7 separate regions of the Mus musculus genome follow, and all the other regions are linked to region 2. A link is a contact called in public HiChIP or PLAC-seq and promoter capture Hi-C data. All regions are on one chromosome and are shown on one strand. The core of a region is the stretch at or near the end of the contact, and the rest is flanking DNA. Distances in the headings are between cores, read along the strand shown. Region 1 has its middle 8.8 kb from the start of Gm35404. Region 2 holds the start of Msrb3 (methionine sulfoxide reductase B3). Region 3 overlaps Tbc1d30 (TBC1 domain family, member 30). Region 4 has its middle 24 kb from the start of Gm34952. Region 5 overlaps Hmga2 (high mobility group AT-hook 2). Region 6 overlaps Hmga2 (high mobility group AT-hook 2). Region 7 holds the start of Gns (glucosamine (N-acetyl)-6-sulfatase).

The links. Promoter capture Hi-C pulls out the DNA fragments that hold promoters and counts their contacts. HiChIP or PLAC-seq counts read pairs in DNA pulled down with a chosen protein or histone mark.
Region 1: an H3K4me3 HiChIP or PLAC-seq map of bone marrow-derived macrophages shows a contact between it and region 2, with 2.7 times the contacts expected there. The contact joins the enhancer-like site here to the promoter of Msrb3 in region 2. A contact is called at or near these places in 7 of 39 promoter capture datasets (cranial neural crest, frontonasal cranial neural crest, hippocampal neurons and 3 more), 1 of 15 datasets of contacts at CTCF or cohesin (embryonic stem cells), 8 of 484 Hi-C or Micro-C datasets (the HPC-7 cell line, bone marrow-derived macrophages, cortical neurons and 5 more), 19 of 115 datasets of contacts at active chromatin or transcription factors (DN3 thymocytes, SST interneurons, bone marrow-derived macrophages and 13 more) and 2 of 9 other capture datasets (embryonic stem cells and liver).
Region 3: a contact with region 2 is called in an H3K4me3 HiChIP or PLAC-seq map of stem cell-derived neural progenitor cells, with 2.5 times the contacts expected there. The contact joins the enhancer-like site here to the promoter of Msrb3 in region 2. A contact is called at or near these places in 2 of 39 promoter capture datasets (hippocampal neurons and liver), 7 of 115 datasets of contacts at active chromatin or transcription factors (bone marrow-derived macrophages, craniofacial prominence, double positive thymocytes and 4 more) and 1 of 9 other capture datasets (adipose tissue).
Region 4: a contact with region 2 is called in an H3K27ac HiChIP or PLAC-seq map of embryonic stem cells, with 4 times the contacts expected there. The contact joins the enhancer-like site here to the promoter of Msrb3 in region 2. A contact is called at or near these places in 6 of 115 datasets of contacts at active chromatin or transcription factors (craniofacial prominence, embryonic basal ganglia, embryonic limb bud and 3 more).
Region 5: a contact with region 2 is called in an H3K4me3 HiChIP or PLAC-seq map of embryonic limb bud, with 2.9 times the contacts expected there. The contact joins the enhancer-like site here to the promoter of Msrb3 in region 2. A contact is called at or near these places in 6 of 39 promoter capture datasets (the 3T3-L1 cell line, cranial neural crest, frontonasal cranial neural crest and 3 more), 1 of 15 datasets of contacts at CTCF or cohesin (the NIH/3T3 cell line), 7 of 115 datasets of contacts at active chromatin or transcription factors (bone marrow-derived macrophages, craniofacial prominence, embryonic forebrain and 4 more) and 1 of 9 other capture datasets (pancreatic islet).
Region 6: an H3K4me3 HiChIP or PLAC-seq map of stem cell-derived neural progenitor cells shows a contact between it and region 2, with 2.8 times the contacts expected there. The contact joins the enhancer-like site here to the promoter of Msrb3 in region 2. A contact is called at or near these places in 5 of 115 datasets of contacts at active chromatin or transcription factors (embryonic basal ganglia, embryonic forebrain, forebrain and 2 more).
Region 7: a promoter capture Hi-C map of the HPC-7 cell line shows a contact between it and region 2. The contact joins the promoter of Gns here to the promoter of Msrb3 in region 2. A contact is called at or near these places in 7 of 39 promoter capture datasets (the HPC-7 cell line, cranial neural crest, embryonic stem cells and 4 more) and 2 of 484 Hi-C or Micro-C datasets (both in the G1E-ER4 cell line).

Annotation. Positions count from the first base shown.
Region 1 is chr10:121,250,073-121,253,483 of GRCm38.p6, reverse strand. No RefSeq gene overlaps it. Among named protein-coding and RNA genes, the nearest start is that of Gm35404, 8.8 kb to the right of the region's middle. Within about 2 kb of position 2,068, at least 23 of the 459 cell types and tissues checked have an H3K27ac peak or open chromatin away from gene starts, as enhancers often do. A contact at or near this core is called in the HPC-7 cell line and bone marrow-derived macrophages, where this site is marked.
Region 2 is chr10:120,897,374-120,900,932 of GRCm38.p6, reverse strand. It overlaps Msrb3 (methionine sulfoxide reductase B3), which reads left to right and starts at 1,962. Exons shown (of 7, transcript NM_177092.4): 1 at 1,962-2,100. Gm4473 (a long non-coding RNA gene) reads right to left here and starts at 1,886. Exons shown (of 2, transcript XR_001779656.2): 1 at 1,517-1,886.
Region 3 is chr10:121,281,072-121,284,624 of GRCm38.p6, reverse strand. All of the region lies in intron 9 of Tbc1d30 (TBC1 domain family, member 30), which reads left to right. Among named protein-coding and RNA genes, the nearest start is that of Gm35404, 40 kb to the right of the region's middle. Within about 2 kb of position 1,969, at least 26 of the 459 cell types and tissues checked have an H3K27ac peak or open chromatin away from gene starts, as enhancers often do. A contact at or near this core is called in double positive thymocytes and stem cell-derived neural progenitor cells, where this site is marked.
Region 4 is chr10:120,550,522-120,554,018 of GRCm38.p6, reverse strand. No RefSeq gene overlaps it. Among named protein-coding and RNA genes, the nearest start is that of Gm34952, 24 kb to the right of the region's middle. RefSeq lists an enhancer at 422-2,061. Within about 2 kb of position 1,983, at least 93 of the 459 cell types and tissues checked have an H3K27ac peak or open chromatin away from gene starts, as enhancers often do. A contact at or near this core is called in craniofacial prominence, embryonic limb bud, embryonic stem cells and 1 more, where this site is marked.
Region 5 is chr10:120,442,966-120,446,224 of GRCm38.p6, reverse strand. All of the region lies in intron 3 of Hmga2 (high mobility group AT-hook 2), which reads left to right. Among named protein-coding and RNA genes, the nearest start is that of Mir763, 3.5 kb to the left of the region's middle. Within about 2 kb of position 1,369, at least 6 of the 459 cell types and tissues checked have an H3K27ac peak or open chromatin away from gene starts, as enhancers often do. A contact at or near this core is called in embryonic limb bud, where this site is marked.
Region 6 is chr10:120,415,877-120,419,548 of GRCm38.p6, reverse strand. All of the region lies in intron 3 of Hmga2 (high mobility group AT-hook 2), which reads left to right. Among named protein-coding and RNA genes, the nearest start is that of 9230105E05Rik, 28 kb to the right of the region's middle. Within about 2 kb of position 2,213, at least 73 of the 459 cell types and tissues checked have an H3K27ac peak or open chromatin away from gene starts, as enhancers often do. A contact at or near this core is called in embryonic basal ganglia, embryonic forebrain, oligodendrocyte precursor cells and 1 more, where this site is marked.
Region 7 is chr10:121,362,957-121,366,565 of GRCm38.p6, reverse strand. It overlaps Gns (glucosamine (N-acetyl)-6-sulfatase), which reads right to left and starts at 1,476. Exons shown (of 14, transcript NM_029364.4): 1 at 1,208-1,476. The coding sequence starts at 1,375. Gm51786 (a long non-coding RNA gene) reads right to left here. Exons shown (of 3, transcript XR_003948972.1): 3 at 3,299-3,609.

The DNA.
Region 1 (3,411 bases), core at 819-3,318, 350 kb before region 2:
GGATATCAGACAGAAGCAGAGAGGCCTGGTAGGAGGCTGATGCAGTAGCCAAAGAGTGAGCTTGTGGTGTCTTGAGCCAAGGCTGAAGCAGTGGAGCTGGAGAGAAACAGCTATATCCTCCCTGCGATCTGGAATGTTAGTGGGATTTCTTGGCAGGATGCAGAATGTGAAAATAAGAGACCAGTCAGAGATGACAGGGAAAGTCTAGTCTGAGCAGCTAGAAGGGTGGAGTCACGGCTGCTGAGAGGTGGGTTCGGGTGTGTATTAAATATTGGACGAACTTTTGAATGGGAAACTGAAGATTCTATTTAGTTCTGGAGAGAAGTCTGCTCTGGATGCGGGAATTGCGGAACCACCAGCCAATAGACACTATCTAGAACCCAGTGACTGGAAGAGAGCACAAAAATCTAAAACAGCCAAAGGAGACTTTCCTGTGGATGCTGACATTGGTCCCTAACTATTCTGGTAGTTTCAGTGGGGCACAATAGCTACTGACCTCTGGTGGTTAGAGGCTAGAGGTACCACGGTGTGTCCTACAGTGCACAGGACAGCTGAGTACAGGACAGACAGGTCAAAATATCAGTAGCGTCGATCTTGAGAAAACCTTATGTAGATGGAAAGAGGAAGGTGAAACACTGAGCTGGGGACTCGGAAGCATTTAATAGGTTGCTCAGGTGACAAGGAGTCAGCAAAGGAGACGATAGTCATCATGCAAAGGGGAGTGACCCAAAGGCGGGGAATCTCAGAAGGCAAATGAAGAGACACAGTTGTCCCAGGAGGTGTGCCAGGCGTTGTGGTGCACTCGAGAGCTGAGAGCCAGTCAGGAGTCTTGGTAGCTGATAGACAGCCACAACAAGGGCCAGAACACAGGGCAGAAAAAGGCAAATGTCTAGGGGTCGGTTATTGGGGGGCTTGGCTTCATAGGCCAGGAGCAGGTTTGGTGGATTGCACCAAACTAGGCCAAACCAATACGGAATATTGTTGTTTTGAAAAAAAATGTTATCATTTCATATGATGGCTGGAGCTAGCTGTAGGTATCTTCACAACACATCTGTTGACTTTCCTTGTCTCTTTCAATTTGTAGGACTAGGCTTCTTTTTGTTTATTTATTTTATTTTATTTTATTTTATTTTACATTACAGATTTTATTTCTCTCCCAGTACACCCTCCGAGGGTTCCACATCCCATACCTCTTCCCCAACCCCGTGTCTCCACGAGAATGTCTCCCCCACTCCTATCCTACCAGACCTCTGAACTTCCTGGGGCCTCCAGTCTCTTGAGGGTTAGGTGCATCTTCTCTGACTGAACCCAGACCCCGCAGTCCTCTGCTGTGTGTGTGTCGGGGCCTCACGTCAGCTGGTGTGTGCTGCCCGGTTGGTGATCCAGTGTCTGAGGGATAGACTTCGTTGTGATGTTTTGGATGGTGCAGATGTAGGGTTATGGATGTCCAAATCAGTGGGTCTCAGCCCCTTGGGTGTCGTTGGATAACCCTTTCACAGGTCACTTAGAACCATGGGAAAACACAGATAGTTACATCATGATTCATAACTGTCACAAATGACAGTTATGAAGTAGCAACAAAGATAGCTTTATGGCTGGGGGGGAGTTGTTACCCCAACATGAGGAACCATATTATAGGGACACAGTGTTGGGAAGGCAGGGAACCACTGTTGTAAACTACTGTGGCAGCCACTTACCTGGCTCCAGTTTGCTTCCCTTCAGGCGGGTCTCTATTGAAGAGAGCTTTCTCAGCGCTAACTCAAATGCTTAGTTTTCCTGTTTAGAAACAATGTATACTTTCCCTTCCTCTTCGGGACAACAAAGGCTCCTTTGTGCGGCCTTGGTCCCCCGCTATCTCAGGTTAATTTCCTGCCTGTCTCCTAGCCTGGTAGCCTGTCTCTTCCCTTCACCTTTGTTGGACAGCCCGTGTCCACTATTCTAGGGCCTGTCCTTGTCTTTCGATTTCTGTCCTTGTGCCCAATTCATTTACTCCTCTGTGACCCCCTGCCTACTTCTCTGCGTCTGGATGACTGCCGCTTCGTTTTCACAACTCATTTCCTTCAGGAAGTTGTAGGAACTAAGATTAAATTTGCTTGCGAGTAACAGAAAGCACAATAGCAGATTTGTTTCTGCTCTGGAGTTGGGGGGTAGGAAAAAGGGCTGCACTGTTTTAGGGCCCATATGAGATGCTTCTAGAATCTGCTCTTGTAACAACCAGCATTTAACAGGAACTGGGGACTAGCAGCTTGGTGTTTCTTAGATTTGGGCATTGCGACGGGATTCTTGCCCAGTATGTATCTTTAATTCTAGGGAATTAAATAACCATGTGTTCCTGCCTTACTTTGTTTCACAGTTTTATCCTGGACATTATTTCAGATCAACAGTTTATTAATTTATTTAATGACCAAAGTCACATGCTGTCTCACTGTGACTTACCATATAAGAAAACGTTTAATGGCTTATTCACTGGAGTTGCGGGAGGTACACATGCCATTAACACAGCACTTAACCCTTTGTGATCTCTCTCGATCTCGAGATGGTTAACTGCTAAGTGTTAATTTCTATTTGTTCACGTATTTAATTATTTGTTTGGAAGTGATGACTAAGTACTTGTCACTTGCCTGCTCTGGGGCTCTGCACTCAAGGCACTGGGACAACGGCATCCCTCCCTCTGAAGGAGCTGTCGACTGGCGTCAGGGCACGGAAGGAGAGTGGCAGAAGAGTGTGCCTAGGTTTTAGAGCAAGGGTGTGCGAGGTGTCAGGAGAGTCTAGACGAGAGGCAGGCGATTGGACACTCGGAGTCAAGGAAGACTCTCAAGAGAAAGCAATGTCTGAAATGACGACAGGCCAGGAGGAAGCTGAAGCAAGGAGAACAAGGGGGTGGGGGGCAGATTGATGGCGATAGAACTTCCTGGAATTGCCGTTGACCGTAGCCTACATTACTCCGAGTAAATGCACAATACAATCCTATAGGCTTGGTAGACAACCACCACTTTGTTACAAATCCTATCCTCCACCCTCTGCATCAAGTTATTCCTCCGAATATGATATGTTTTCCCCAGTTTCAATCAGAGTCCTCCTGGGGATTCCTCCTAGTGACAGCTTGTCAGGTGTCCCTCCTACAGCCTCACACTGATCAGTGCTGCTCAGTAAGGGATGACTCTGAGTTGAAGGACATGCCAGGAGTCAGTAGTACCATGTGACATGTCTCCTCTGTCTTATCCTTCAGAACACGGTCTTTAGTGGCACTGGAGAGAGGAAGGGCTTATCTATCAGTCAGGGAATTATGACAACAATCCAAGTGGGTCTGGATAAGAGCTATGAAATGGTAATGTTAGCTGTCAACTTGACTAGGCTAAGGGATATATCCAGATAGATGGCAAAACATGGCCATCGAGTGTGTCCGTGAGA
Region 2 (3,559 bases), core at 713-3,212:
TCATAACTGCAAGACAGGCAGGCATACTAAGTCTGCAGGAATTTGTCAGGAATCAGAGACATCAGGTGTGAAATATATAGCTTCAGGTCTGCCATTTACTTTGCACCCATTAAGTCTATTCTTCCTTCTTCTAGCCTTGATGTACTTAATCCAGGCAATCAAAGGGACAGCTCCGCCTCTCACGGCCACTGTACAGACATATTGTAGGCCTAGCCACCATTGCTGCAGTCCTTCAAAATGTGCTCCTCCCTCCCCGCTTCATGGAGAGTTCTTATCTAAAGTTTATAAATGGCTGCACTCATTTTATTTTTGTTTTAAACATTTAGATTATGGGGAAGGACTGTGCTGCGCGTTGCAGGGAAAGGAGGGAGAAAAATGGCTGCTTACGTAATACAAGCTCCAACAGCGAGGGAGGAGGGACGGAGGATGGGAACGGGGATACTCGAGTTTCCCGTTCCTGCCCACTGTGCGTTTCAGGTACATAGCTGGATAGTAATATTAATGGGCCTTTAAAGCTCTTTGCTCTATCAGAACTCATCCAGCCTGAGTTTCCTTAGGCCATCTGCCTGTAGCTCCACCAACACTGCTAATTCGTGAAGCGAAATCTGCCCATCTGTTGGGTGTAATTCACGGGATGTTTTAGAAGCGGCCGATTGCAAATACACTATGTTTTGGCTTGGGGGCCTTCCTGTGTTGCCAGAATCGAGTTTGTTTAGAAATGAGGTTTACTAACTTTCAAATAAAGCATCTTCAAGCGCGGCGTGATGGACAAATTACCCCCCTCTAGTTCATGTTAGAATAATCCACCCTCTAAATCTGCTTGACATTTCCCCCGTCCGTGTTTGACATCAATTAATCACTTTTGCAGCATCTTAATATGCTGAGAAGTAATTGTATAACATCCCACATCTCCAGATCCTGTCAAACATTTGTTTGGGTGTGTGTGGATATATATTATAGTAATTAAGGCATAATTACATTCATTGTCTTGAGAGAGGGTCATTTGGATCTGATTAATTGTGGAGTTTAGTGCCAAAAAAAAAAAAAAAAAAAAAAAAAAAAGTCAGGTTCGCACGCGCTTGGCCTGTAATCAAACATCTGGGACTGACATTTTGGTCATCAGAGGTAGCGCCCTTAAAATACATTATCAAAGTTCCTCTTTGGACAGTGTGCAAAAGTAAGTGTGTGTGTGTGTGTGTGTGTGTGTGTGAGAGAGAGAGAGAGAGAGAGAGAGAGAGAGAGAGAGAGAGTGAGTTGGGGTTTGGGGGAGAGATTGTATCAGTGAATATTGAGTCAAGGTGAGGAGGAATGTCCTGTAAAACAGCTCTAGCTGGAGCGAAAACTTTTCCGGCCTGCTTTGACTCCATATATGGTGTTCAAGTAAAATTTCAGGGACTGCCCTTTTGCTGAATCTTACTACAACACACACACACACACACACACACACACACACACACACACACTCACTCACACACACTCACTCACACATAGTGGGGGATTATAAGGACATTCTCACCTGGACATAGTGGGTGTGGTGAGGTCCCCTCCAGGTGCGACCCCTGGGACGCAGTCGGTGGTCCTCTGTATTATGGGTATTCAGTAGGCACAAGAGCGACCATGTCACACCTTAACTGGCACTTCACAGCCTCTTTGGTACAGGCCAGGACTTTTGGTCCTTAGCTCTCAGGCGCCCTGACCCTACAGTAAAGGTCTCAGGTGGATGCTGCCAGGGGGCTCTGCTACGGGTTGCCCACGCGCGGAAGCCCTGTTCCCGCAGGGCTGGCCCGGGGCGGTGGAGGCGGCGCCGGAGGCGGGAGTTGGCGGCGGCCGCGTCCCGGGCAGCGGGCCCCGTCCGCGGCCAGCGCGCTCCGCCGTCCTCCCTCGCTTGTCTGCTATGCTCATATTTGGACTCGGCCGCCCGTGCCCAGGAATTTCCCGTCATGCCTCCCGCCGCCCCGTCTGTCGCCCGGAGCCGGGAGGGAGGAGGGATCGGACAGCGGAGGCTCGTCTTCCCCAAGAGTGCGCGGCGGACCCTCCCGTGCCCAATCGCGCTCTGCCTGGGTCTCTGCCTAGCCGCGGCCGCGGCCACCACGACGCGCGGTGAGTCCCCGCCTCGCCCCATCCGGCCCTCCGATCCCTCCGAGTCAGCCTGGGACCCGGAGTGTTTCCCCCCACCCCCACCCCCGTCCCGGGAGCGCCCGCGCCGCCCCCTCAGTCTTGAGAGTCATCCCCCTGCCGTAGAGTCTCGGCGTGGACCCCGGAGACGCTCCTCGCCAACGAGGGGACAGCGCAGAACGAGGTCAGGCGGGAGAGCCCGCGCCCCGCCGGCCGCCGCGCTGACACCTTACCCGTCCCCAACGGGAACCTGAGCCGCCGTCCTCGCGCGGGTCCTCGGGGAGGCTCAGTGAGGTGGTCGGGGGCGCGGGCTGCAGCTCCGAGGGCGCGTCTCTCTCTCTTTCGGGCCTCTCCGCAGCTGCGGCCGGGGGATAACGGGCCAGGGCGTGGGAACCAGGAAGGCGTCGCCAGGCCCCTGGGGACAGGGGCGCACCCCGGACCGGGCTGGCGGCTCATAGGCCCAAACAGGTACCAGCAAAACTCCAGGGGGCAGGTACCAGTTCTGTCTTCTTTTCAAGTGAAAACAAGCATCAGAGCCCCCCCCCCCCGCCTCCCTTTTTATTTCTTAAACTTTTCCACTGGGCTATTTCAAGTCAGACTATCTGAATAAAAAGTACTGTTCCTGCCTTTGTAGGTTATGCGATAAGTGGGGGCAATAAGGATTTAAAAGAATTTTCTTTGAATCATATGTAAAGTATTAGAGAGCTTTCTTTCTTCTTTCTCTCTCTCTTTCTTTCTTTCTTTCTTTCTTTCTTTCTTTCTTTCTTTCTTTCTTTCTTTCTTTCTTTCTTTCTTTCTTTCTTCCTATTTCCATTGCGTGTCAAAAAACTAATTATTTGAAGTCCAAAGGGGAGGTTTTAAAGGAAAATATTAAGTTGCAGGGGCTCTTGAATTTGGACAGAGTAAACAAATCAAAGCTTGATTCATTTTGTCTGGCAAGGCAAAACGTTATAATCACCAGAAACCTGGATTATGTGGGAGGTGTTAGGTGGTCGCTGTGTTGCCTATGGCTAGGATAGCCTGAACTGTCAAAATGAGGTTCGGCTAGCCAGGACACAACGCACACTTGAGTTGACAGTCGACTACACCCTGTGCAGCATAAAAGACAAAATAGGTTTTAAAGGTACTTTGATGTATAAAATGTTATCCAGGGAAGATTCTCAGGGTTATAGACTTGACGAAGTGGTTTCTCAGGACCAGTGGTACATAGTTAAGTATACCCACTGCAGTTTGTAAGTGCTTCCGTTAACAATGACGGAAGTTTTATGTTTGTTCTGGAACATTGTACTTCGGAAAGGACCCACCTTTAAATCGACTCATATTCCTGGGGCTGCTTTCTAACGCTCATTCTTGGGAATCAACGGATTCTGACTAGACATTTTATCAATGGATTTCTAAAACCTGCTGGGCTGGCTGATAAGGAACAGATTGTGCTGAAAGGGAG
Region 3 (3,553 bases), core at 720-3,219, 380 kb before region 2:
AACACTGGCTTGAAAGAAGTGTAAGATCACAACTAACGTAATTCTCTTACATCCTAGAGAGGAGACGAAGGGTTGGAATGTGAGCAGTTTGCCAGCTGCTTGCTTGTTTAGTAGCTGACCCAGGACTGAGACCCGTGTCCCTGACGTCTGGCTTAATTATGCTTTTCCTGACAACCCTGCAGCTTATTCTAAAGATGTCTCTCTAACAGTGAAATTATTAGAAGGATAAGCCATGTATCAGTTCACGGAGAGTTTAAATGTGGCCAGAAGGAAGGAAAGCTGTTCTGGGTGTGAGTTTCTAATTAGCCATCAGGAGAGAGGTGGCTTTTTAATCCTGCCTTCTGAGAACTTACAGGGAGACCTGTAGGCTCTGGATGGTCTGCAGGGCCCATGAGCAGCACTCCTCCTGTTGTGTGAGGGAAGACGAGCTAGGCCTAATTTTATGTGTTATGTCCGTGTTTCTCATAAAACACGTCAGTAATAGAAAAGAAAACATAATTCCTTTTCAGCAGGGCCTAAATATAAATGTCTATTTCAATGCACACTAGTACCTCAGAGAGGAGAGAGACTTGTCCATTTTCCTTGTCATGAAGGACTGTTAGTGAGAGAAATGGCAAATGCCATTCCAAGCCACTTTCTCTTCTTTATTCACTCTCAAAGCACTTAGTGGCTGGGATCTGGCTTCAGTGGACCACGAACTTGTCAGCAAATGGGAGATGGCTCTGCATGAATACATGAGCTGGCTGAATACAGGGTCCTTATTTCTGAGCTGAAGAGGATACAAGGATTCTCCCCAGGCCTTTCTAAACACTATGCAAACAAAGAGACTGGGCAGCACCTCTCCTCCCTGCAGAGACCACATTACTCCCCACTAATTCTGCAATGGCCATTTGTATACATTTAAAATTTTTATTATGTATGTATTTGTTTGTGTGCCTCTCTGTCTTTCTGTCTGTCTGTCTGTCTGTCTGTCTCTGTATGTGTGTGCGCATATGTGCATGTGTGTGGGTATGTGGGGTGTGCATGTCTGTGTATTTGCTGATATACACGTTGCACAGTGCACTGTGGAGGTCAGAGGAAACTCCTGCCACGTGGATCCTGGGGATTGAACTCAGGTCCTAAGCTTAGCGGTGAGCACGTTTTACTGGCAGAGCCATCTTTCCAGCCCTTCTGATTTTCCTTAATTGATGGTATTAGATGGGCAACTGAAGTGTGCCAGTGAGGTAAGGTATCTGAATTAGATTGCAGTAGACTCTGGACAGTATCTGTGGTAAGTTCCTTAAGGACCATGGAAGGGGAATTATTACAGGGATCATAGGTGTTTTGAACACGGGAGAATTGTTACAAGAATCATAGGTGTTTTGAGCACCTCACCTTGTTTGGGAAAGTTGAATTAATCTGGAGGCAGCTGTTGCATGCCATGGGACGGGCTCTGCCCACTAACCACACTGCTCATCCCCACTACCACCCCAGTGGCGGGTTGGAAATGTCAAGGATGTTGATGCTTGTTCAATAGAAGGACAATGTTTGATCAATTAGTTCTGTCACAAACTGAAGCCATCTGCCCTGAGTGGCACTGTATGCCCATAACTGGAAGCGTTTAGGCAGCGCCTTTGAGGCCATCTGCCGGTGACACCCCAGAGGGCTGCCTGTGGAATGAGGAGGGGCATGGAACTAAATTATGTTTCAATTCTGTTCTGAGATTCTATTACTGTACAGCATGGGAGCTCAAAGAGGTTTAGTGGAAGGCCTTACTTGGAATCTGTGGTAATCTATAACTTGGATGCATGAGTTCCACATATCTAGCCCTCTGGGTAGAGAACCAGGCATGTTCATGATCATGGGACAAATGTGCCTTCAGACATGTGAGACCTTCACGCACGCGTGTGTCCACGTGAAGAAGGGTTGTGGGTGAGCTTGCTTCAGGATGCAGGTGACTGCTTTGAGGCGCTAACCACAAATAAACAGCAGAGGAAGGAGAGAGCCGGGGAGCCCCAAGCCTGCCAGGCAGCTGCAAGCCCAGCCGAGTGCCTGTTCTGTTCTTAGTGGCTCTGATCATTCATGATTGGAGCACAGCCATCTGCCCCAGGCGGGATGGGGTCAGGTTGGGGGCATGAAGTAGCAACAGCTCACCCAAAGCTGGATTAGGGGTCACCGCAATCCCCGGTTATGGAATTGGATCGGCCCCTTCACAAGTGCCAGCAATTTGTCAATGGGGTAGATGTTAGGGTGGACCAACTGAAAGCCCTGGATCTGGGCCTGAGGGTGAGCTCCCAGTGCTGTCCCAGCTAGCCCATCCAGTGCTGCAGTGAAGGGCAGAACCAGCTGTTCTGCTTTCATGACTTTGGGGCCAGCTCATCTGTGCCTATACCAGAGAAGGAGCTGGGCCAGCCGGTGAGGGGACAGAGCTAGTTCTCCCACACAGATGACCCCATGACCCTGGGGCCAGCTCTCTGGCAGGGGCGTAGTAGGTAGGGGTAGGGGTGGGGAGAGCATCTCTCCTTCATTCATTCCACTGCATGACAGACAAGTTGCAGGGCCAGCTTTCTCAGGGCTGGCTCAGCCTTGTCCATCAGGGTCAACTCTACTGTGCCATTCAGGGAAAACGCAGGCTCTGCTCTCCCAACTGCTGCAGTAGGTGAGGGGCAAGGCCAGCTCTCCTGCCTGTTGAGGTGTGTGTGTGTGTGTGTGTGTGTGTGTGTGTGTGTATGTGTGTGTGCGTGTGTGAAATCTTTTAAAACAAAATATAAATGATGTGAATTTCTTAACTGTTTGAATCAAGTTCTTCAGTTATTAAGACAAAAATTTGCATAAAGGACAGGGTCAGGTGATTCTTGGCTCAGTCCTGGGGTGACATGTGTGTATGGTGTCAGATACAGTTGACTCTATTCTCCCTGACTGACATCTGAGAGGAGGTACTTCCTTGGGTCCAAAGTCAGGATGCCAAGAATATGTTTCTACACTTTCCAAAAGATCATGTGGAGCAAAGAGAAGATTCTGTACTGGGAATGAGCCCACTGGCCATCTTTGTGAGATCAAACATGAGAACCCACTATTCGTATAATTATACAAAGCACTTCAGGCAGGTAGTATGTTAAAACATGGTATCACAAAATCTACACTAACGCTGTCCAGGTTAGCAGTGGTGGTGCATGCCTTTGGGAGCACTTGGGAGGCAGAGGCAGTCGGATTTCTGAGTTCGAGGCCAGCCTGGTGTATAGAGTGAGTTCCAAGACAGTCAGGCTCTCACAGAGAAACCCTGTCTCAAAAACAAACAAACAAACAAACAAACAAAACAAAACAAAAGAATCCAAGCACTGACACTCACGTGCACACCCCGTGCACACCCCGTGCACACCTCCCTGGTTTTAACTACCCACCTCCTGCTGGAGGGAATTGTCACCATGGGTTTCACACCCCGCATTTTCCAGACTAAGCACAGAAGCCCAGAATGGCTGGGGACTGATTACCTCACACGCCATACTAATGAGAGCCACAAGAAGAAGTCTTCTGTTTCTTCTTCGTCGGGTGTGGGGAGCGTTGTGTAGTGCTG
Region 4 (3,497 bases), core at 734-3,233, 350 kb after region 2:
ATCTGCGTTCTAGCACAACAAACGCAAGGATGTGAGTTGAGTCTGAAGACCACAGAAAGTGACTTTGTGAATGTCCCCCTACCATGTATCCGCTTAAACATCTTTTTGTTTTTACTATTGCAACTTGTTCCGTTATTCTCTTCCTTCATTTCGATACTCTGTTCCTCACCACCATAACTTAGGGAATCCAAATTACCTTGCACCCCAAGATCACATCCTGAACATGAAGAGGAAAACACAATGTAAGGGGGCTATGATTTAGGCGACCTTCAGAACCCTTTCTTGTTCATCTCATCCTGTCCCTCCAAGATCCCGAATCTCTTCCCTTCTGTGTCACTTTCACTTCTAGGTCAACAAATATTTGACCGTTTTGAACAGATGTGTTTGTAAACTTACATGAGGAGCTCTTGAGAAGTAAGTTAGGGCAAGAGAGAACACTGCTTCTTCTCTCTCAGGAGAACCTTTAGCATGTAATCTCTACCTAACATGTCTCTGGGCAGATTATGATCTATGTCCAAAAAGGCTGGAGGAAGCCACGGGAGGATGCAGGCTCCCTGACTTGCCAGTCAGCACCTTCAGCTCTCTCCAGACCCAAAGTCTGGACTAGGTGAAACCAGCCAGCTCCATGCCTGGCTCAGGTCGAACCACAAAGTCACGCCTAACGTAGATTTGCCCATTGGCTGCAGGCCGGGCGCCCCTCAGTCTGAGGGGGGCGGAGTCTGGAGGGGGTGGAGTCTATCGGCAACTGGGCCACTGCTCCCACCCTTCTAGGGGACCCTTGTTTGGCGGTTTCTTTTTCCTCTTTGGGAAAAAGTTACCAACTTCATTGGCGTCGCTGCTCTGCAACTAGTCCCTCCAACCCCGCTCCCGGAGGCTGAGCTCAGATGCTCCGCAGACGCCGCCCAGCGGTCCAGGCCAGGGGCCCCGTGCCTCTGTCGGGGTCGCCTTTTCTCTGCTTGCACCCACGGCTACACCGATCTGCACAGCAGCATGGAGCCCGCACGCTGCCGGGTCCCCTCTCCTGACGTACACCTACCCCACCCCCTAACCAGTAGGACACTCTCCATCCTACTCCGGGTCCTCTTACGTACACCACCTTCACTCTCACCGAGGCTACCTAGAGTCACAGCCTCCTCCCTCCCGGTGGTGGCCGCCTTCTGTGCGTTCCCTAGGGTTCGTCATGCGCTAAATCTCCTGGCTCACATTTAGGGATCATATCCCCGCGCGCGCATTTTCCGAGATCACCCACGTGCTCTCATTCTCATTCTGCCCCAGCAACGGCCCGCATTGCGCGGTGGCCCCTCGAGCCGCGGATCGTGGGAACCAGGCTGGGCCCCTTCGTCCCTGTCCCTCCTAGGTCATCCATCTCCCACCCAGTCTGCTGCCGAGACTTCAAAGGCGCCCCTGCCGGCGCGGGCCCCCTGACCCCGTGCGCAGAGCAGACGGCTGGGGCGCTCGGCGCGGAGGGAGGCCAGTTGGCTCATCCAGACACGCTCGGTCCTGCAAGTGGCTGCGTGGGTACCGAAACGGCCTTGGGTCTAGCCGTACAATAGCCTCTGACAAGGCCGTACCACGCTCGGGCCACCTAGGGTTGTCCCCCACCCCCATTCCCAACCCTCCGCCAGCAAGGTCCTTGATTCGTTTCTTCCGGAAGGAAATCTGGATCAGGACTGACTCCTTTCCAAGCAGAATAAGAAAAATCGTTCCCAGCGCTTGCTCCCCCTCCTAAAAATAAAATAAAATCAAATCAAAATAAAAATAAATAAGAGTCTCCCCTGACACTTAAGCAGCACTTCCTTCTTTCTTCCCTCCGTCCCATTCGGACACCCCTAATTGACAGACTCTAATCCCCGGATCGGAACTACTTCTGCCGGGAAGATTTGGCCGGCTTTTCCTTTTCTCTCAGCATTCCTGAAAAGCCAATTCGTTCTGAGCTGCGTTGATGGAGGGCAGGGGGGAGGAGGGTTACTTCCAACTTCTGGCACCACCTGGGTGGTCGCCATAACCCAGCGGTTCCCTGTCAGCTGTGTATTCTCCTCCACTCTATAAAGGCGGCTTTGCGGGAATCGTTAAGGCTCTTCGCCATCGATCTGCGGGGTACATGTATTGATTTATACTTATAATCAACTACAGTGTGAGATTTCGGGGAGGGTGATGGTGTGTTCCCGGTGCATAACTAACTGTGGCTGTGTGTTTGGAGATGTTGAGTTCAAGCGAAACAGCTTTTTGCATGAGGCTCTCTAAACATTCTTTTTCACACACTTAAAAATATTAAGGCTGTGCTCCACAGTTCAGCATTTTGATTGGCTGTGGTTTTCTGTAGGTAAAACACTCCAAGAAAAGATGGGGGAGGGGGGGTTACGGGGAGGGGGCGTGTCTCAGCATAACTTCGAGTCCTTTAAAAGGAATAGGTTAAACTTAGTCGGCAGCACTAAGATACATATTATACATACAAGGGAGAACACAGAAGCCCTGAGACTGCCACTAAACAACTCAGGCTCACAGCTTTCTCCACCCTAACAATGTTTCCTCACTCTGAGGAATCATTGGTGATCTTCTGGTATGAAAGTCTGAGCTGTGAGCAAGAGAGCAAACTGGACAGGAATTGCTCAAAGGTGGAAGACATCAACTGCTCTGCCTTACACAGGATTTGTCGTCCAGTGGTGCCTGGGCCTTACGGTACCAATGTGGATGGGGGTACGCAGACCCTACCTGGAGGTAATTAGGTCTTTGGGACACCAGTCTCAAAACCTGCTAGGTTAAGGTGGTTCTTGTGGAACCCTGGTTAGTTCTGACGAGATGAGTTGTGGTCCTGATCTTGTCTAGCTTCCTATGTCATCATATAACTGCTCCCTCTCCCACGTGCGTTTCCTTTCAGCCGTCCATGAGGTGACGAGCTTAAGGCTCCTCAGAGCCCAAACCAAAGAAGTTGCCTGATCTTGGGATTTCAGTTTTCATAACTTTTAGTCAAATAACCCTTATTTCTCTATAAAATACCCAGCCTGGGGTATTTTGTTGTGTTGTTGTTGTTGCAGCAAAAGAGAAAAGACTAACTTAGGATCATCCCAGCTGGACATGGTGCTATGTGCCTTTCATCCCAGCCACTAGGAGCCAGAGTCAGGCAGATCATGAGTTTAAGGCTAGTTTGGGTTACATATTGAGTTCCAGAACAAAACTAGAGAGACCCTGTCTAAAACAAACAAACAAACAAACAAACAAACAAACAAACAAACAGAAAACCCAAAACAAAACAAAAAAACAAACAAAAAACCAAAATAAAACAGCAAAATAAGTTATTAGAATTATATCTCATTTAAAGTATGAACAGAAGTTATAAGTTTACATTTTTAGGAAAATTTAATTTTTAGCAGCAACACAGAACAGTGAAGAGCAGTTCATGACAGTATTCCTGAACAAAAAAGACCCCTGTAAGAGGTTGATAGTCAAGACCATTTATTTCATCTAGCAATGGATTTCTACGTATCTCTTCTGAGGCA
Region 5 (3,259 bases), core at 120-2,619, 450 kb after region 2:
AGCTCCTGTTTGGCAAATCAGACTTCTTTATATTTTGTTCATCGATCCATGAATGTAGTTCACTATGAAAGTACATTTCTTTCCTTTTCAAAACACTATTTTCAGTGTCCTCTGTCTACGATCATCCATGAATGTATCCATTTGCATGATTTAAGTACCTTGTGTATCTGTGGCAATTTTTTTTTAAAGATTTATTTATTATTTTATGTAAATACACTGTAGCTGTCTTCACACACTCCAGAAGAGGGAGTCAGATCTCGTTATGGATGGTTGTGAGCCACCATGTGGTTGCTGGGATTTGAACTCTGGACCTTCGGAAGAGCAGTCGGGTGCTCTTACCCACTGAGCCATCTCACCAGCCCATCTGTGGCAATTTTTAATGTTTTTGTTTTATTTTATGTGTATGGGTATTTTGTCTGAGTACCTTGTGTGTGTCTGCCAGAAGAGGGTAGGTTGTCAAAGTCTCCAGAATTGGAGTTATATATATGGTTGTGAGTCAACCTGTGGGTGCTGGGAATTGAACCTGGGTCCTCTGAACAAAGAGCAAATGCTCTTAACTCTTGAGCCATCTTTCTATCCCGGAAAACAAAATCTTAAAGAGTGAATTCAGTAAAGACATATGTGACTCTTTTCTGAATAAACTATACTTGATATGCTACCATGCCAACCTATTTTGTGAAGAGAATCAGTTTATACACAAGCATTTTCCTAATTCCACCATGCGACTTCAAGTACATTGGGACTAGATATTTATCTGTTCTCAGAATCTTGCAGCAAACATGGAGACTATGCTATATAAGGAAAAAGTAAGCATTTCTGAAATTACGTTAAGATACTATTTTAAAATAACCAGTATGGTGCACGTATGGAGGAAGTTAGCTGTTAGAAGTCACTTGTATTCTAGGACGTTAAAAAAAAAATAAGGAAAATGTTTGCTAGGAAATAAGATACAGATATTATACCTACTAGGTAAAAAAAAAATTCTGTAGAAAAATAATGAACATGAAGGGTTATGTGGAGAAGCAACGCTTACACACCCAACTAGATATATATGTGGAGTTTAGGGGAGAGGGCCGAGCTGAAGACTTAAAACAGGGGCCACGGGTGAAAGAGTCAAACTGTGGCTGTGGGTCAAGATCCCAAGAGAATGGTGAAGACAAGAGCAACCATAGACCATGGAGAGGAAAGAGATGGTGAATGTAGAGGACATAAACAATCTTGCCAGCTGTCCCTGATGACCAATCGTCTCCAGCCACGCCCCTGTTTACGCCTCTCTCCAGCCATGCCCAGCTCCTGACAACAGCCTGGCTCTTACTTTCATTAGTGTAGAGACTAGCCTCCCTATTGCGGTCGACGAGTAGGCACTCTGGCGGAGCAGGCAAATGAATCTAGAGAGAGTCCTGTGGGGGCCAGATCATTAAGTCACACTGAGTGACATCCCATTTGCCATCTGGAAAAGATAAAAGTTTTGTTGTGCAATTATCTTTATGGGACAAAGTGTTTCTGTTGGTTTACTAAAGCCGTTAAGCCAAAACAGGGCACCAGTGTAAGGCCTGGTCTCCCAAGTCGCCTGTACCATCCTCCTGTAGGATAAAATGAACATCTGGGAAGAGGGCTAACATGTGTCTCTGGTGAGTTTAAGATAACTGCTTTGGCTTCAAGGATCATTAGATTTCACAGATCTAATGTCTATGTATGTAATGTATGTATGTATGCATATATATTATATATATCACTGAAACTTCCTTTGCATGGGTCAGATGTTGAGAAAAGTCGGTTGTAATTTGGGATTCATGCAGAGGAAATGCCCTGGAAGCTTTCACGTGACTAGGTAAAGGCTATGTACCTTACTAGTCTCCCTGGCCCCTCTTATCCAGACTACTAGAGTTGGAGCCCCTACAGTGCGGGGAGAGCTTTTAAACCTTTTGTAAGCTGTAGCATCCCAGGGTGAATTGACTTGCCGCAGAAATTAATCTTGGGGCTGATTCTAGCTAAGCAGTTGTAGCGATCTAGCAGAAATGGCTCAGTCCTGCAAAACGGATGGCCAAATAAAACCTTCAGGTCTCTGGACGGGTAGCAGGCAGTGCAGATGCACCAGGGGAAGGACTGGTTTCCCACAGCATGGCTGTGCCATTTCAGAGCACTTGGAGAACACTGTACGGATGCAGTTAAACATTTATGACCGCATGCAGGTCCAGGCAGCGTGAGGGATTTTGTGCAAGTAGTGGCTGATGAGCACCCCAAATAGGAGTTCTTCAGATCTAAGGTATCCATGGTAACCAAGTAGGTTCCCTTTCCATTGTGCTTATTACTTTCCAACCTGCTAACCAGGCGTAGGCGCTGTGGGCTCCAGGACACCTAATTCCTGTAACACTCTAGAGAGTAAGTAAGTGCTTTTGGGGGGGGGGGTGAAGCAGACTTAAGTAAGGGGTTTTGAGAGATTTGCAGAATGCCACGTAGCAGCCAAGACAGTAATTTGGGGTCCAACTGTCAATTTATTTGAGTAGTGTTATGCAGGTAAAAATCACACAGGGAAAAAAAGAATTATGATTATTAAGAAAACAATGGTGGGTTTTTGTTTGTTGGTTTTGTTTTTGCTGGCTCTCTGAGGTCTTCTATTACCAACGTGGTTGTTCAGCTGTTTTATGAATAGCACAAGCTCACTGTTTTCATTTGGTGAACAGCACCAGCTTCGCTATTCAAGATCTTGCTCCCAACACAGGGAAATATTTAATACAGTAGGAAAAATGGTTTGAATTCAAGTAGCGTTAATGTTGCAGTGTGACTATAACCCTCTTTTTCCAAGAACATATTACAAATGAATTTTTGTGCTTCCATTTAGCCTACGTGCAATATAACCATTTGGGTTAAATCGCAGCCATAATAAATCGCATCATGAAGCATTTCATCTATATTTCTTAATGTTGTTCACAAGTGACTAGAAATATCTTGGTACCTTTTATGTACGGTAGCTCATTTACATATTTTTGACATTGTGAGAATGAACTTTTATACTATATGTGTAAAGTACTGTAATAATTAAGCGTATATATACCCTAAAGAAATTTACCCAAGGATATGCTATAAATATTGTCAGGGTTGAAGAAAAGGAGACCGGATCCATTATATCTGTTCTCTCTGGGACATTTGTATACCTATTTGAGGTTTGAAAATGAAGTAATTATTATCTTTCTCCACTTCTTCCCCCTCACGTGCTTCACCACAAACTTTAGGCAGCATTCACAATCCCCATTAATGT
Region 6 (3,672 bases), core at 964-3,463, 480 kb after region 2:
TAATGGTATAAGGGTACCTGCATTTACTTCAGCATGCTAAGGACCCAGACTTAAATAGGAAATCAGATTGCCGGCTGCAAAGCCTAGGTTTAAAACTCTAACCGTCTGCTGCGGCGTTTGTGAACGAGGGATCTGGCGAACGAGAGTTATGTGTGTGTGTGTGGTTTGTTTTATTGGCCCTGCATGTTTCTTTGATGATCCATTTTCCAAGCTCCTTCTTATCTTTTAGGAGATGTGTTCAGGATTTATGCCTTTGGCAGGCTTTCAGAGGCCTCCGGAGTGGTGGAGAGGTACCCTCCATTTATAAGGTATCTGAATTGGGGTCATTCTGAACATTTACCCTCTGCTGTACTTAAATGCCTTCCTTCTCTGGACGTTTCTTTCAAATGGATTTTTCTTTTATGTCGGCAAAACTAAGGGTTTTATCCTTGAACACTCTAGTAATAAAGCTATTTCAGCCCAGACCTGGGAGGGAATTTGTTAAATGCATTAAAGGGGTTTGTCAGTCGTTTTCCTAAGCCACTATTGCCTGCTGCAGAAATATTGTGTTCATTAGCGTTTGCAAAACTTCATGTTTAATAATACAAAGGGCAGACTGAGCGCTCACTCTTTTGGTGTGCAGATGGATAAACGTTATAGGAGCACACCCCCAGGTAGAGACTTATTGGGGTAACTCTTAGAAAGGGCAAGGGTAGCCATAAACAGGGACACAATAACCCCACAGTTCTGTGCACATGGTGATTTGCAAGGAGAGTCTGGGAGAAGGGTTTTATACGGTTATATAGCAAACCGTGAAGTGAGTACTGAGAAACACAACCCAAGGTTTGCATCTGTTGTGTGTACCCCAAATAGCATCCTCCTCCGGGTCTGTAATGTAAATCCACTGGTACCAGTAAAAAGGCATTTAAAACAAATAGTAAAATGAAAGGCATTCACAAAGTAATAAAGATACCACCTTTGCGAGCCCTTTCCTATGGATTTGAAAAATGTTAGTGAACGACTCTCCGAAGATACAAATAAATAATATTTTATTAGATTTCAGCCGGGGAGAGAGGGGAGGGAAACCTTCAACTAGAATTACGTGATTATTATTGTGCTTCCTCTCAGCCCAGCAGACATTAAAATGGAACATAAAATAAGTCTATAACAAGAGTTATGAGCAAACGTATTGCACTTAGGGGCACACTGTGCAGAAAAGTCATTAAAATTGTTTGGGCCTTAGGAAGCTGGGGAGTGGGGGGCGTTGGGTGGGGGGAGTCCTTTTCTGAAAAATGAGAAACTCAGATATACAAAGTAACTTGCTGAGGGACTACCTAAATCTTGTTTTTAAAACAAACAAACAAACAACAAACGGAATTGTGTGAGGTTCTGATTCACCCCTCTCACTGCTAGCTGCTTCCCACCAAACAAAACCAAGAGTTTGTTTTCCTGGGCTCGCAGACTGAGTGAGGCACGGCAGCATTCCCATAGACCTGGGCCATTGTACAGGCAAACCAGTGTAAGCCTGTTATGTCTGACTGGTGTTCTGGGTTCTGACTCACAAACACTGCTCTTGTGCACAGATGTAAAGTCCAGTGCAGCCCCCTCCCCTCCTTTACCCGGCAGTCTGCCTGCGGATTCTCTTTCTGGTTGCTTATATGTGTTTGGATGGTCGTGATAGTTCAGCACACTCTTTCTTGCTTTGTCTACAAATGGTTAAAACACCCAGTCTGCTCTTACATGCCCTCCCCCACCCCCACCCCTCTGCTTTCCTGCTGGTTGCTTTCATGTCACGATAAATCTCAGTGTACTCTGTCAGGAAAGCCGCTCTGTGTGTGTGTGTGTGTGTGTGTGTGTGTGTGTGTGTGTGTGTGCCTATCTGTAAAGCTTTAACTCTGGTTTACTGTTTAACTAGGAGGCTCAGCAGGACAAGGGAGATCTTACTAAGGCTATATTGCAACTAAGAATGGCCAAGGTTATGCTGTGCTATCAATGGGTGCTTTGGGTAGAAGGTCTCTGTCATTCATCTTTATCAGGATTTTTTTTTCTCCCTTCCTGGGAGGAGGTTAAAAGGAATGTTTCAAGGAGGTCTTTGAAACCCATTTTCTTCAAATGTTCACTGCATCTAAGATCCCATTTTTGTCCTTTATTTGCTTCAGCATACCACCAGGCTGCCAACAAAGAGGGGCCTGTGTGCCCAGGAATTTTCTGCATTCCTCTCCCGAGTAGGCATTTCTCTCAGCTAGAAAGGCCCTTTGGCAAATTCCCTCTAATCATTGGATTTACCCTGGGTTCTGATAGGTGCCATTCATGGAGTTGGTCTGCTGGTTCATGGGGCCGAGGCATTAATGGGGTCTTTTCATGATAAACAAAACCTGGGTAACATTACCAGAGGAATCACAACGCGACTGTTGTTAGGAGGTGACTGTGCATTCCCCGCCCCCTCACCCTCACCCCAACCCCCACCCCCACCTCTCTCTCTCTCTCTCTCTCTCTCTTTCTCTCTCTCTCTCTCATTCTTCCCCTTAGTCTTTTTCCCCTCCTCTATTTTTACAAATATACATTTTTGGTTGGGTATTCTGTACGACCATCTCTGGAAGCAGATCTCCTGACCCAGCTGCCGCCGGCGAGACGATCACCAAATCGCAGGCCTCTGTTGGCAACAGGATGATTCTAAAACCCATACCTAATAGTTCCACGGCCTGCAGGGAGATCTGCATGTTCCTAAAGGGTTGAACATCATTGGAGGAACGCAGCACGAAGCCTCTGCTTTATGCGTCTTACCTCTGTATTCCCTGCCATTTAACTGCTGGGAGATGCTTTGTAGTTGAGATGAACAAGAGTGTGGCCTCAGGAGCTGCTCAGTCAGCTTCGCCATTGGCTGGGCTGCCTGTATCAGACTTCACCGTCCTTGCTCTGGACAACATTCATTCCTGTTTCTTTCTCAGAAGAGTGGAAAGCTGATTAGTTGGAAGCTGGGTTCTACTGTAGTGGGGGAACAAAACATAAAAACCGGTGAAAAATAGTCTTCCCATTCGAGATAATATGAGATGCTGCAGCATCATTTTTTGATGGGGGTGGGGAAGAGCCAGTACCATGAAGTAGAACATGAGTGGTTGGGCTTACATTTCCAGGAAAGTGTTATTTCATTAATGTTTCTGGGGAGGGGGGGGGTGTAGTTCAAAGTAGGCTAATGGTTATTTTTATTTTTAACATTTTTCCCCTTTTTGTTTAATTTTTGCTACTAGAGTCCCAGACAAAAGGACTTAAAAAAAAAAAGTGTTGAAGAGCAGAAAGGCAGGAAGCACGAAGAAAAGAGTTTAAAAATTCAAAGGGAGTGTTAGGTCGACCCAATGGTATTTTGGTGGGTGCAGATGCTACCACACCTACATGCTGCAACGTTCCCACCAGTGGCTGAGGCTAACCTGCGTTAACACGGCTATTTCCTCGGGAACCTCATCCTCCTTGTGGCTAACAAACATCATGGCAGACCCCCTTTGAGCTGACGTGTGACAGTGATGATGTTTAGAGCCCCAAGTCCTTGTCTAGGTAAGTTTTTAAATACACAGATGTGCGAGGCACAGGGGAGAACATGGCTTTCTTCCATAGAGTAGTTTTGCTGATTGTCTTTCTGGCTTTTAAGTTTTGGCGAATACTGTTGCCGTAATTTGCGTAGTATAGGCGACTGTAAAC
Region 7 (3,609 bases), core at 227-2,726, 470 kb before region 2:
AGAGAAAGAAAGAGAAGAGAGCTATGGGAACTGTTGGAGGGAGGGATAATAAAACCTAAGAGGGAATTAAGTCAAGACTTTTGGTACAGGGGGTGGGGGCTCGCTCTGAGAGAGAACTGGCTTAGCAGGCCCTCCAGCAGGGTGGGAGGGGAGAAGAGATTCAACATCCTTATGGCTCAGGGGATACCACAACAGCAACAAGGCGATGAATGGGATCTATGTAGATATAGAGAAGGGCCAAGGGGATTGGTAACAGAACACCATCTAGAAAAAGACAGTTCGCGGAAGGCAAAGTGTTACTGCCCAGCCCAGAAATACACAGGCTCTGCTAACCATTATCACATGTGACACGTGGAAAACCAAAATGTTGGCTCACTAGACTCATTTCACAACTCACTGATCAGCTGGGACCAGCAACTTGAAGGACATTGAGCCAGGGTTAATGACCACACAGGAAAAAGTAGGACCCTCCTGCTTAGAGGTTTCACAGCTACCGCAATCAGCTGAAAGCAGAAGGAGAACCGAAAGAGGGAGAGAGTCTCGACTTGTTTCTTTTTCCTTTTTAGTGAGAGCAATGCTGACCCAGGACGGAATACCATTGGAGGGTTGGTCCTAATCTGCCTCCTCCCGCTCAGTGCTTTGGGCAAATCCCTAGAGCACCAATGGATGGAGATTGGCGTTCATGTTCCCAAAGGTCAAATTCCGGAACCTCGAAAGAGCAGAAGTGACTGGGAAGGAAATGCAGTCTTCATGACTAACACCCATTAGACCTAAATTGGAGCCCTGACAGTAATGCCTCAGCCAACTGTTCGATTAGGCCAATTGATTTTGGTTTTGATGCTTCTTAAGCAAAAACACTCTCTGTCAATAACAGCTCGACAGCCTACAAACCCACTTTTATAGCCACCACAGAAGCACGGATGCCGACGTCCCAGGTCCTCCGTGAAGAGGGCTGACGTGGCCTCGGATCTCCCTAATCAATCACTGGCCTCCACAGGTTTGCCCTGAGCGGCGAGTGTCCACTGCAGCAGTAAGGTCCAGGCTGGAGGCACCGTGCGCACGGTGCGAGCCTGTGGGTGAGCTCGGGGGAGGAAGCCGGGTCCCATGACTCGTCCAAGCTCCCGGAGGGCCCGGAGTGACCGCGCACAGCCACCCACGGCCAAGCGGCCCAGCAAAGGGGCAAGGGGAGGGCGTGGACACGAGTTACCATGCCGCCGAGCTCCGCGTCCTGGTCGTCGGTGAGCAGCAGCAGCACGTTGGGCCTGCGAGCCGCCCCCACGAGCCCCAGGCAGCCTCCCAGCAGCGGCAGCAGCAGCAGCGCCGGCAGGCGGCGGGGACGGCCCGGCCGGGGCCCGGCTGCCGAAGGGAGCCGCATGGCGGCCAAGCTCCGCGGGGGAACCGAGAGCTGCGGAGAGACGCCGGTGAGCGCAGGAGACGGGGTCAGGCTTTCTCTCCCTAGGCGAGATCACGTGAGGCGGGGCAGGGGGCGGGGCGCGTCGTCACGTGACGGGCGGCCGTGGGCGGGGCCTGGGGAGCGGCGGAGAGCCCGGGCGCTGGGCAGGGCTGGACAGAGCTAGGACCGCGCGGAGCCTGGCCTCGCCACTGGTTAGGCCTGCTCCTGATGCTGCAGGAGGAAGGACAGAGCACCGGAGATGAAGACAGGAGTCAGTCCGCTCATCTTCCCTCCAGAGTGAAGCAGCGCACGTGCTGTGAACACAAGATCAGCTGCTGGTTAAAGTCCCGGCCAGTCCTGGGGTTAATGGACAGCTCTGCCTGTGTCCTTTGACTTTTCACCTGTCGAGGTGAAGTTCTCATTTGGCTCAGCTGTTGTTATTCCACTTTCCTCGGCTGGCATGTACTTTCAAACAATTTAGGAACGTCTTTACGACGCTAGGAGCTCTGGTCAACGTTTCAAGTTTTAATCACACTTTAATTTACATTTATTTTTGTGGGTTTTGCGTGCTCACGCACCTTCCGCGGCACGTGTGTGGAGGTCGGAGGGCATCTTGCGGGCGTCAGTGCTTTCTTTCTGTGGAGTGAGTGCAGGGGATCTAACTCAGGCCCTCAGGCTTGGCGGCAGGTGCCTTGGCATCTTGGCCAGTCCTACTTGGTGAGTTTTTGCAAGCCTTCTTGGAAACTTAGAAGTGCATGGCTCAGTGGTTACGAGTACTAACTGCTGCTCTTCCAGAGGTCCTGAGTTCAAATCCCAGCAACCACATGGTGGCTCACAACCATCTGTAATGACATCCGATGCCCTCTTCTGCTGTGTCTGAGGACAGCTACAGTGTACTTATAATAAATAAATAAATAAATAAATAAATAAATCTTAAAAAAGAAAAGAAGTGCACGACCAGTAGCAACACATCCTTTGTTGAATGAAACCTCAAAAAATATTTTAAGTTAGCTAAAAAGTTAAGTTGCTGTTAGGGATTCCTGCGAGGTCAATGCACGATATACCAAGTGAGCACTGTTCTATGCAGAACAAAAGAAGGTACAGCCATTTGCCAGTTGATTGTGTGTTGGACTCACACCTTTGCGATTTCTTTTTAAAAGATTTATGTGCATGAGTGTCTGTCTGCATGCATGTATGTGTACTATGCTTGCCTAGTTCCTGGGGAAGTCAACGAGAGCGTCTGACCCTTGGGACTGGAGTTACAAATGGTTGTGAGGCACCACGAGGGTTCCTGGGAGTTGACATGGGTCCTCTGCAAGAGTACCATGTGCTCTTAACCACTGAGACATCTGTCAGACAACTGGACACAGAACCTTCGAAAAGTATTTTTCTTTTTTTTATTTTACATCTAAAAATAAAGCAGATAGTTTATAATAACATACAGTATTGTACAATTAATATAATATACAATAAAAATGTATAGGATCTCTGTGACCTATGAGACACGACAATGTAGTCCACCACTCACAGGACTGGAGTTAGAAAAAGAAGAAATAATTTTTTAAATGAAATAATAGCTTCAAAACGTCTAAATTTTGAGAAAATAAGATCCAAGGAACTCAGCCTCGTGCAGAAAAATCAGAGACAGTTTTCCCCTAGCCATGATGGCAAATACTCGCAATTCCAGCTCTTAGGACACTGGGAGAAAGAGGATTATACGTTTGAGGCTAACCTGGGCTTAGGCTATAAGAACCTGTCTAAAGAAAAAGAGTCTCGCTGGGCAGTGGTGGCGCACGCCTTTAATCCCAGCACTTGGGAGGCAGAGACAGGAGGATTTCTGAGTTTGAGGCCAGCCTGGGCTACAGAGTGAGTTCAAGAACAGCCAGGGCTACACAGAGAGACCCTGTCTCGAAAAAAAAATTTAAAAAAAAGAAAAGAAAAGAAAAAGAGTCATAAAAACTTACAGCTAGCCACCTACTTCACTGTAAAAGGCTACATAAATGTTAGCTTTCGAGGATGGTAACAAGAATGTTCGCTCTCAATACCCTGTTCAGCGTTATGGTTGCGGTTGTAGCCGTACAGAAGGAAATCATTCAGGCAGCTCCTCAGATGGCCATAAGGACGTAGTTCAATGGGGGAGGGTGCTTACTTAGCCTGACAGGAGCTCTATGTTCAAGTCCAAGGATTGCATAAATCGAGCCTGGGAGCAACACATT